Regions from separate parts of the Mus musculus genome. Here regions 1 and 2 are each linked to region 3. Evidence: chromatin contacts called from public Hi-C data. All regions are on one chromosome and are shown on one strand. The core of a region is the stretch at or near the end of the contact, and the rest is flanking DNA. Distances in the headings are between cores, read along the strand shown.

The links. Hi-C and Micro-C count contacts between places; a contact is called where the count stands out from the background.
Region 1: a Hi-C map of uterus shows a contact between it and region 3, with 4 times the contacts expected there. The contact joins two enhancer-like sites. A contact is called at or near these places in 5 of 484 Hi-C or Micro-C datasets (cortical neurons and uterus) and 2 of 115 datasets of contacts at active chromatin or transcription factors (astrocytes and fibro-adipogenic progenitors).
Region 2: a contact with region 3 is called in a Hi-C map of uterus, with 7 times the contacts expected there. The contact joins two enhancer-like sites.

The regions. Positions count from the first base shown.
Region 1 is chrX:77,426,158-77,429,450 of GRCm38.p6, reverse strand. No RefSeq gene overlaps it. Among named protein-coding and RNA genes, the nearest start is that of Tbl1x, 83 kb to the left of the region's middle. Within about 2 kb of position 1,435, at least 12 of the 459 cell types and tissues checked have an H3K27ac peak or open chromatin away from gene starts, as enhancers often do. A contact at or near this core is called in uterus, where this site is marked.
Region 2 is chrX:77,408,271-77,411,717 of GRCm38.p6, reverse strand. No RefSeq gene overlaps it. Among named protein-coding and RNA genes, the nearest start is that of Tbl1x, 100 kb to the left of the region's middle. Within about 2 kb of position 2,172, at least 38 of the 459 cell types and tissues checked have an H3K27ac peak or open chromatin away from gene starts, as enhancers often do. A contact at or near this core is called in uterus, where this site is marked.
Region 3 is chrX:77,049,180-77,052,565 of GRCm38.p6, reverse strand. No RefSeq gene overlaps it. Among named protein-coding and RNA genes, the nearest start is that of Gm52433, 27 kb to the left of the region's middle. Within about 2 kb of position 1,650, at least 33 of the 459 cell types and tissues checked have an H3K27ac peak or open chromatin away from gene starts, as enhancers often do. A contact at or near this core is called in uterus, where this site is marked.

The DNA.
Region 1 (3,293 bases), core at 186-2,685, 380 kb before region 3:
AAGAATCTTCCTTGACTGAATGTGGCAGAGACCTTAAAGGTTGTTTATCAAAAGCAGTACCTTTTGTGGTAAAATGGCTATTGATATTTTTTTTTCTGTTTTTCCTCCTTGGTTGCTTTTATGCTCAGAAACATACTAAAAGGTGTCAAGGCTAGGAATATTTGGATTTTGGGGGGAGGGGAGTTGTTCCAACAAGGCATGGCCAGAGGCTAAAATTGGTTGGTACACGCCTTTAATCCCAGCACTCGAAGAGGCAGGGGCAGGGACAGGGGCAGAGGAACAGGGGCGCAGGGGCGCAGGGGCAGGGGTGCAGGGGCAGAGGTAGGGGCAGAGGGGCAGGGGCAGAGGGGCAGAGGGGCAGAGGCAGAGGCAGGCGGATTTCTGAGTTCGAGGCCAGCCTGGTCTACAAAGTGAGTTCCAGGACATCCAGGGCTATACAGAGAAACCCTGTCTTGAAAAACCAAAAAAAAAAAAAAAAAAAAAAATTGGTTGGCATCTCTGTGGTTTTTGCTTTGTTTGATTCCAGTGGTAGTGCTGTAGGATGGTAGATAATTCTAGAGTACTTCTGAAAGTGTGCACATATCAATCTTATCTGAATAGACATCTCAAGGGTGAGTTGAGCATGGACTAGAAAAGAAACATTTTTGGGTTTGTTACTTAGAATCACCTGGGGCACTAGGCTTGATCAGATGAAAGAAAGCAAAGTTGATCTTTTGAGTTCTGGAGCCTTCCACAGTGTTAGTGAACTTTCCCCTTCCATTCATTTTAAGAGCAACATCTCAGAGGCACTTTGAAGCATAAAGGCACATTGTATATTCATTGAATTGTGCCAACACTAACCTATTACTGGAAGCTGCTAGAAATGATAAAATCTGGGCCCATGTGATGATTTTGTCCAGGAATTAAGAGTGCTTGATATTCTTAATAAAGACTAAACTTTGGTTCCCAGACTCCATGTTGGGCAGATCACAACCACTTGTAACTTTAGCTCCAGAGGATCAGTTACCCAAAGAGGGCATCAGATTCTCTGGAATTGGAGTTACAGATGGCTATGACTTCCAGCTGGCCTTGAATGAATGACAGTCCTCTTGCCTGAGCCTCCCAAATGCTGGTTTTTACAGATGTTGTTACCCCTCTTGACTAAAAGATGAGTTTCTTTGGTGTTGTACTAGGCTATCACTCTGATCTGGAGCTCTGGGGTGTCTCAGACAAGGCCAGAGAGCTTATAATAAGCCTCTGCCACAGTAACTTGTTAAAGGAAGGATCCAGGGCCCTTCATCCTCCAAAGATCTGAACTTTCAGTCGAATTCTTGACTTACAGAGTTTTGTTTTTGTTTTGGGGGTTGCTAAGCAAGCACAGGCAAATTCTCTCACAATAAAATTCATCTTCTGAAAACCAAAGATGGCTCTAAGGCAGGGACACTCACTGTGCCAAGTAGTTAAAAGAGAAACGAGTACTTAGATCCAATGCAGCCTGACGGCCACTCAGGAGAGGTTTGACTATGTGAGCCAATGTGTTACTTTCATTTTTCTCTCCTTAGGTCACATTTAATTTAACTTTCTAATACTCGTTACCAAAGAAAACAAAACCTTCTTATTGAAATATTAGCCTCTATTTTGTTGGGATTTAAAATTGTGTTTGGAACCACAATGCATTCTCAACCTTCCCTCTCAATTTTTTTTCTTATTGTGACAAATGATTATTCAAATGAAAGAGCAGTGCAGAGAAATGTGCATCCTAATGACCTAGACACCACCCCAAGTCTCAAAGCAAAGGGCTGCCAGCTGTTTACCAGCAAGCTGCACGGATCTCTACCACCATGCTGGGACATGCCTTGCAGTTCACATGGCACATGGTCGTGGTGGTAGGGAATCAGCTCCTGTTTGTCTCATTTGCTTTACTCCCACTGTGATAAAATAGCACAACAAAAGCAGTTTAAAGGACAAAGGGTTTAATCTGGCTCACAATTTGAAGGCGTAGTCCTGGTGGTGGTCAAGAAGCAGAGCTTTAGGCTGGTGGTCAGGAAGCAGAGACAGATGAATGCTGATTGATGTTCAGCTCACTTTCTCCTTTTTATCCAGGTCAGGACTTCAGCCAAGCTAGATTATCCTCACAGGTGTGCCCAGAGGGTCATCTCCTAGGTGATCCTCAATCTGCCAAGTTAACAATCAGTACTATTCAATGTGCATTGTCCCTCTCAGCTGAAACCTCAGTGCATTCATTTTTTCATTCAACATGACTGTACTGCCACACGTCTATCCAGTAGATAGTATTTTCTGTGTCCAGTGCATACTGTAGAGAACATATACAAGTTGACCAGGCCAGCAGAGATGTCCCAATGGAAACAAACTGAAGTGTTAAGTATTGCTCTTCTCAAAGGCCTGAGATTCACCAAGCTATGCCATCTGCCTTCCTTGGTTGGCATCCAAAGCTGCCAAAGGCTGTTTAAAAAACTGTACAACCAGCCGGGCATGGTGGCACACGCCTTTAATCCCAGCACTCTGGAGGCAGAGGCAGGCGGATTTCTGAGTTCGAGGCCAGCCTGGTCTACTAAGTGAGTTCCAGGATAGCCAGAGATACACAGAGAAACCCTGTCTCGAAAAACAAAAACAAAAAAACCAAAACCAAAACCAAACAAAACAAAACAACAACAAAACAAAACAAACTGTACAACCTGGTGAACTGGTGTTATGGCACAGTTGTGGGAATCAGCCCCAGCCTGAAGAAAGTAACAGTTGTATGTGTCCCTCGGAGCACACTATGTCACCATGGGTATTGATTGTGGCTGATCTACAGTCCCTAGAAACTCTGCTGCAGCCCTCCACAGGGAGGTCATTAGGCTGCCAGTCCTTTTATCTCTTGTGCCTTGTGCCTAGACTCTTATCTGCATCCCTGATCTTTTAATTTTTTAATGCACTTCTTTGACATTTCCTATACATATGTAATGTATTCTGATCATTTCACACCCCAGGTACCCTCTCTTATCTCCCTCCCATTCCTGCTGAGCTCCTTCTTCTCAGCTAATCCCCTCCTTTCATGTCTTTTTTTGTGTAAATCTCATGCAGGTAATTATAGCTACTATGTGACCATGCCGTTCAGAAGGCAGTATTTCACAGTATCCCCCTCTTTTCCTATCATGTAGCTCTTAACATTCTTTTATTTAAAGATATTTATTTATTTTATGTGTATGAGCGTTCTGTTTTTCATGCAAACTAGACGAGCGAATCAGATTTCATGAGCCATGTGGTTGCTGGGAATTGAACTCAGGACCTCTGGAAGAACAGCCAGTGCT
Region 2 (3,447 bases), core at 923-3,422, 360 kb before region 3:
AACACTATTAATGATAGCACTGATCTAAAAAGTTACTGGCAAATTTAATGTGTAATGCTGATCGAATGCTGTATGCTTAAATCAACTGACTAGTCATAGGAAGTACTGACAAAAAATTTAAAATTGTATTATTATTATTTTTTAAAAATGTTATACGCATGGGTGGTTTACCTGCATATAATTGAGCCATGTGCTGGCCAGGTATTCACAGAGGCCAGAAGATTATATTGGATCCCTGGGAACTCAAATTACAGATGATTGATTATGAGCCACTATGTGAATGCTAGGAACAAAACCCAGGTCTTTTGAAAGAGTAGCCAGGGCTCTTAACTGCTGAGCCATCTTTCCAGCCTAAATAATAATACAGTCGATAAACACAAGAAACCTTTGACTCAGATTCAATTCCTTATATTTACAGTGCATTTCCTTGTGGAGTTGAGCACTGAACTTTGGATCAAGAACTTGGTGCTGTAGATGGACTAACGTTTTGTTGAAGGAAGTTCTGCTAAATACAGATCTTATATTTTGAATAATTATCTAGAACTCAGAAGGCCATTTTCCAAGCTTGAGAAAGACCCAGTTACAATGTGCAAACTTCATAAATTTTTGTTTCAAAGTTCATTGTGCATGGCAGGCTATGTTCTTTGGAGGCCTTCTGATTATTGGATCTGGTCCTAGAACTTTCTGAGCTGAGTCATTCCATTTCTCTGGGAGCCCTTGTAGTTGATTGTGTAGTATACTTGTCTAAATGAGATATTGGCTAACATGCCAAAAATCTCAACTCCATGTAGGTAGAACAAGATGATAAACATACCAAGAGTGCCAATCTGGTTTGTAGGACTCTTTATCAAGAAAAATATTTGCTTAATTAATTACTTTTTATGTGTGAGTGTACTGAGTATATATGCATGTGTGAGAGTATATGTGTGCATGTGTATGTCCAAGAGTCCATAGGAGAATATAGTGTCCTGCTCTATTACTTTCTGCCTTAGTTGTCTGAGACAAGGTCTTTCCTTGAGCCTGGAGCTATGCCAGTAGCCAGCCAACTCCAAAGATTCTTCTGTCTCTTCCTCCTACACTGCTGGTTTACAAGCACATGTATGGCCATCCCTAGCTTTTTATGTGATGCTGGAGATTTTTTCCTTATTCTTGTACAGTAAGCCCATTTACACAATGAACTACTTCCTCAACCACCATAATATGCTTCTTAGCAATATAAGGTTTACTATATCAGAGTACTCTTGTTTATAATTCAGCTGTTAAAATGCAGTCCATTGCATGTATGCAGAAAATACTTCAGTGTAATCTTTCTCCAATGCAAATGTTTGATGAAACACTTAAAATTTATCCTCAATAAGCCTTCCCAACTCAGCTAACTTAGCTTTGTTTTGTAGAAAAAAATGAACAAACTAATATCCTCTACTTGCAATTTTTTTTTTAAATTTTGAAAAGTAAGTGATCTATTGTAGTTCATAAAGTTGTTGGCTATTTTACATAGTACAGAAAAATTTGGGGAGGTCAATGGACTGTGACTATTCCTTTTATCAGAGCATAATGAGAAAAAGGGACTTTATGAAAGGTGGGAGGTTGGCTCTGAGAAGAAATGTTGAATTAATGCTTGAAAGATCTATGTTCTGTGTTTGCAAATTTAAAGATTATCAGTCACACACACTATATATATATATTGTTTTGTATGTGTGGATGTGTGTGTGTAAGACAGAAAACAACTTTCATGAGATACTTCTGTCCTTCAACCATGCAAAGGCCAGGGGATCAAGCTCAGATACTCAGTCATCCAGCAGCCCCTGAGTCATTCTTAAGCTTTGAGTTATATATATGTTCCCCATGCTTGGATAGAAGTTACATACACTCAGGGACCTTAATACAAAAAGTGGTAGTCCAAGTATACAGTTCATTAGCTGTAGAACACATCGGCCTGTGCTATTGTTCAATCATGAGCGCATTCACATGCAGGAAGAGCTGGGAAGCTCAGAATGTTCAAGCCAGTTAACACTCTCCTGTGTGTCAGATTCCATAAAACCTCCCTCCCACGCAGGGCAGCCTCTGAAGGAGGAATCAGTAAATGCGGGAGAAGAACATCATGCTGCCTCGTGGGTGTTGGCAGAGGCTCCTACCACATCCTCGTGGGAAGCCGCTTCAGAGTCTCAGGGCAGCTCTGTGACGTAAGGCACTTGCCTCATGGCTCATTAAGTACCCCCTTGGAACAAGAACTGTGTGTTCCTTGTATAGTAAGCAGAACACAGGCATAGGCTGCAGAAAATGGCTCTCAGATGATACTGATCCACAGAAAACAAGGCCAGAATTTGGGAACCCCAAATCTCTGTAAATAGGACCAGCTGCCAAATTTTGTTGTTCACTTATTGATTTATTGCTTAGAAAAACAAAGGAATGGGCTTATTTTGTGAATGTCTCTCTTTCTCTGTCTGTCTCTTTCTTTCCCTGTGGTATATATGTGCATGTCTGTGTGTGCCCACATGTGTGGAGGTAAATAGGCGACTGGGTATTTTCCTTGATTGCTTTCCATCTATTTTTAGACGCAGGCTAATGAATGAGATTCAGCTAGGCTCCTCCAGTGAGCTCTGTGGATCCACCCATATCCAAATCTCCCCCAACCCCAGGCTGAGGTGATATTGCTGCACTTGGCTTTTATATGAGTATTGAGGATCTGACGTAGGTTCTCTATGCTTACATGGAAGAGACTTTACCACTGAACCATCTTTTTTTTTGTTGTTTTGTTTTGTTTTTGTTTGTTTGTTTGTTTGTTTTTTTTTGAGACAGGGTTTCTCTGTATAGCCCTGGCTGTCCTGGAACTCACTCTATAGACCAGGCTAGCCTTGAACTCAGAAATCCGCCTGCCTCTGCCTCCCGAATGCCCACTGAGCCATCTTACCAGCTCCTGATAATGAGCTTCATTGTGGTATTTTTCTACCACACACAGACACACACACAGACACACACAGACAGACAGACAGACACAGACACCACCTATTACCCTCCCTTGCTTTCCCTTTCTTCCCCTTCCTCCCTCCAAGTTCATAGTTATTTTATATACCCAATTTTAATATTTGGGGTAACCATTGAGATTTAAACCACCCAGGAGAAAATATTTTTTTTGCAGATTTCCCATTTCTGTTGATTTTTTTGGCTTGGCTTTTCTTCTTTATTAACACTGACACTACTGAACTGTCAAATTTGCCAATGGAACGATGGATATGTGGTCTATCTTGAGGATTTTTTTTGAAGAACAAATAAAACAAACAAACAAAAAGGAAAACAATTCTCCAAATATCCTCCACCCCAAACCAAAGAAACAAACACATCCCCAAGAAAATCCTACTGCAGCAATAAACCACAAAGAGATAAAAAAAAAGTTGGACTGGCTCTTTAACAGGATCTAATAATCATTTGTCTTTAATGTTTCTAAAA
Region 3 (3,386 bases), core at 401-2,900:
TCACAAGCACTCATTTTAATAACTCAAGCCAATTTTATTTTTGGCTCTCGGAGATAAGGGAACTGATTTACTGCTTATTGTTTCTCTTTTTTATACTATCTACTTCAGCATGACGAATTCACAGGTGCTCAGCAATATGGATAAAGTGTTGAAAGAAGAAAACATATAGTTAAATATTAACTTGAAGGGAAAATATTGAACTAGTTCCCTAGCAATGGGATTTCAGTGCCTTGCTGCCAAGACTTTCCTGCTTCCCTTTCTAACTCAAGGCAGGATGAATTTCAATGATTGTTCTATTGCCTACTCCACCCACTAGCAAATGTGCTTTAAAACATCTCATTTCCAAGAATGATTCAGTACTGTGGCTGTTGACCAACCAATATTCACTCACTTATGATCTCATCCTTGGAAAGAAATCGTTTTGGCTTTTGTGTTTTCCATTGAGGATTTTTTTTTAAGCCCAGCCTATGACAACACATCTTTCTATTAGTTCATATATTATCCAGTCAGAAAAGCCTTCTGGTACACACAGATTTCAATTCCTGTTTTTTTCCATGCTAAATACTAGATTACATAAGAAAAATTTAATAAATCATGTCATGATTCCTTTACAACATTTACTACTCATAAATTAAATAAAAGCCATTTGGGGGCTGGGCAATGTTTCACTGGGTAAATTATTTGCTGCACAGGCATGAAGATCAGCATTCAGAAACCAAGAACCCATGGACATGCCAGGCATGCTTGGTGACCTCCTACAATCTTAGTGCTTGAGGGGTGGTAACAAAGGATCCTCAGAGTGATCTGGCTAGCTAGACTAGCAGAATTTGGCAGCTCATAGTTCAAATTAGACACCCTGCCCCACACCCTGCCTTAATATATATTGTGGAGAGTGATTGAGAAAGTTACTCATTGTTAAACTTCGACCTTCAAAATCACATGTATATATGTGCATTCATACTCACACATGCATACAAACATGTATATATATACAGATGCAAAACAACCCCACTACTCATCTTGTCCTTATTGTAATACATTGAAAGTTGTATTTAAGGTTTCACATCTTTCCATGTTTTCTGCTAATAATTAAGAAAAATCTCTGAAACATACAAATTCCTGTTCAATAGAAAGTAATTGGCCACGGGAGATTATTATCAGCCTGCATTGGAATTTCAGATATCATCACCCCTATTAAAAAAGTTTAAAACAACTAGAAAAATGTTTTCACCTGCTTTTCATAAAAGTTGCACAAGAGACCTTGGGGAGTGCACGTTTATCTCCTAAAATACCTGACCTATTTATTTGCTCTTCTCCCAGCTGTTGTTTTAGCTGGCTCTGGGTTATGCAGCACATGTGCACTCCCCTTAGAAAGCTTTCTGAGGAGATTCATACCAGGATTCATTTGCTGAGCAGTTAGGGTGGTTTTAAAAACATTGCTAGCCAGGGTGGGTTCATTAAATCCTCTGATAGCATCTAGGTCAGTCATTCTCCCACTGCATGCTCTTTGTACGCCTTACTTTCAATGGAAAACAATTACTGTCCCCTCCCTTTCTGTGACTTCTTTATAGCAAGGTCCCCAATGCCAACAGCTGCTGGCAGAGCTGTTTCCAAAGCACTGCACTGTGAACTTGATCCAAGGGCTTTTGGTCTCCATAGCAACCGGGGCAGTCTTGATTGTGTTGTCACCAAGATCACTGAAGCAGCCACAAGCCCTATTATTTCCTTCCTGGAAAATGAGCGTGTAGGTATAAATCTCCTGTTGTGTTTTGAATTTGAAATGTTCCTTAGAGGCTCATTTGTTTGAACATGCTGTCTCCAGCTGAGGACCCTCTTTTGGAAGGTTGTAGAACCTTCAGGAGGTGGATACTTTTTGGAAGAAGTTGGTCACTAGGAGGTGGACACTTTTTGGATGAAGTTGGTCACTAGTGGCAAGACTTGAGGCTTTGTTGTCCAGCCCTACTTCTGCCTATTCTCCTCTTTCTGACTGTGTAGTCAATGTGACTGGCTGTCTGATACTGCTGCCACTATGCCTTTCCAGACATGATGAAATCATTCTCCCACTGCAATCAAAATAAACCCTTCTGCCCATAAATTGCTTCGTGTCAGGTATTTGGTTACAGAAAGAATTAAAGAACTAATAAGTCTCCTTTGCAGATGTATGTTGTGGTAAATAGTTACTTTGTATACTCAAAAATTCAAGGAAATGTTGGTACCTTGGAGGCAATTGGCTGGAGTCATAGGGTTATGTGAAATTCAGCCTAGATTTTTTGTGAATGTTTGGATTTGAACTCATGTCTTCAAGCTTGCCTAGAAAGTGCTCTTACCCACTGATCTCTAGCCCCAAGAACTTTTACCTAATTTTAAGCTCTTCCCCAACACTGAAAGGAAACAGCGTTTAATGTATTTTCATATAAATCTAACCCATAGATTATCCACTCCCATGTTTATAGTCTCATTTTATTTATTTCTGTGGGGTTACATTTAGAAGTAATTTAACAAGATTTGTGACAAGGTATCTGAGCAAGACCTTGTGCTATTGATCAACTGTCTAGGTGAGGAGCTGTCAGAACAGTGATGGATTGATAATCTATATATTCATGCTCACACAGTGTATTCTGGCCTTCAAAGATATTGGGGGAAAAAGTTTGCCACAACCTCATTTGCTGAAAGCCTGAAATATAAGCTGATGAGTAATGCTGGAAAATAGAAAATGATCATTTGATTTAAAGGAAGGAAAGCATTCCACAGGCTCTGGGACAACACACTCAGCATGGTTTCAATTGATAAATTTAGCTTCCAGCTTGATTGTTTTATTTTTAAAACACAATAGTATTTAGATGGTTCTTGTTAACCACATTATCTATGATAAGTAGATAAAAATACACAATAAATCCAATTTTTCCCAGATGGAAAAGAATATGCACATTATTAGTATTTTTAGAATATCAATTTTGAATTGCTAACATCTTCTCAAGTGAGCATAGTTCGCAATGGGAAGGCAATTTAAACAATTTCTTTGCTGGAATCGTTTTTAAGATGAATCTATTAAAATATGTTCAAAATGAGCAGTTACCAGCTCTCTGAGTATAGGACTAGAGTTTGCACACTGTTGTGGTTTGATGTAAAATCTCCCTCATAGGCTCATGTGTTTGAATTCTGGTATTCCTTAGCTGGAGACATTATTTCAAAAGATCATGGAACCTTTAGGAGGAAGATCTTTGCTACAGGAAGTGGGTCATAGGAGGCAGGCTAAGAGGATAGGCCTTGATGTTTTAAAACCTGGCCCCACTTTCTGTTCACTCTCTGCTACTTGACTGTAACCAGCCAGCTTCCTATGTCTGCTGTCATGCCTTCCTTGCTATTGTGAACTATGGTCTGAAACT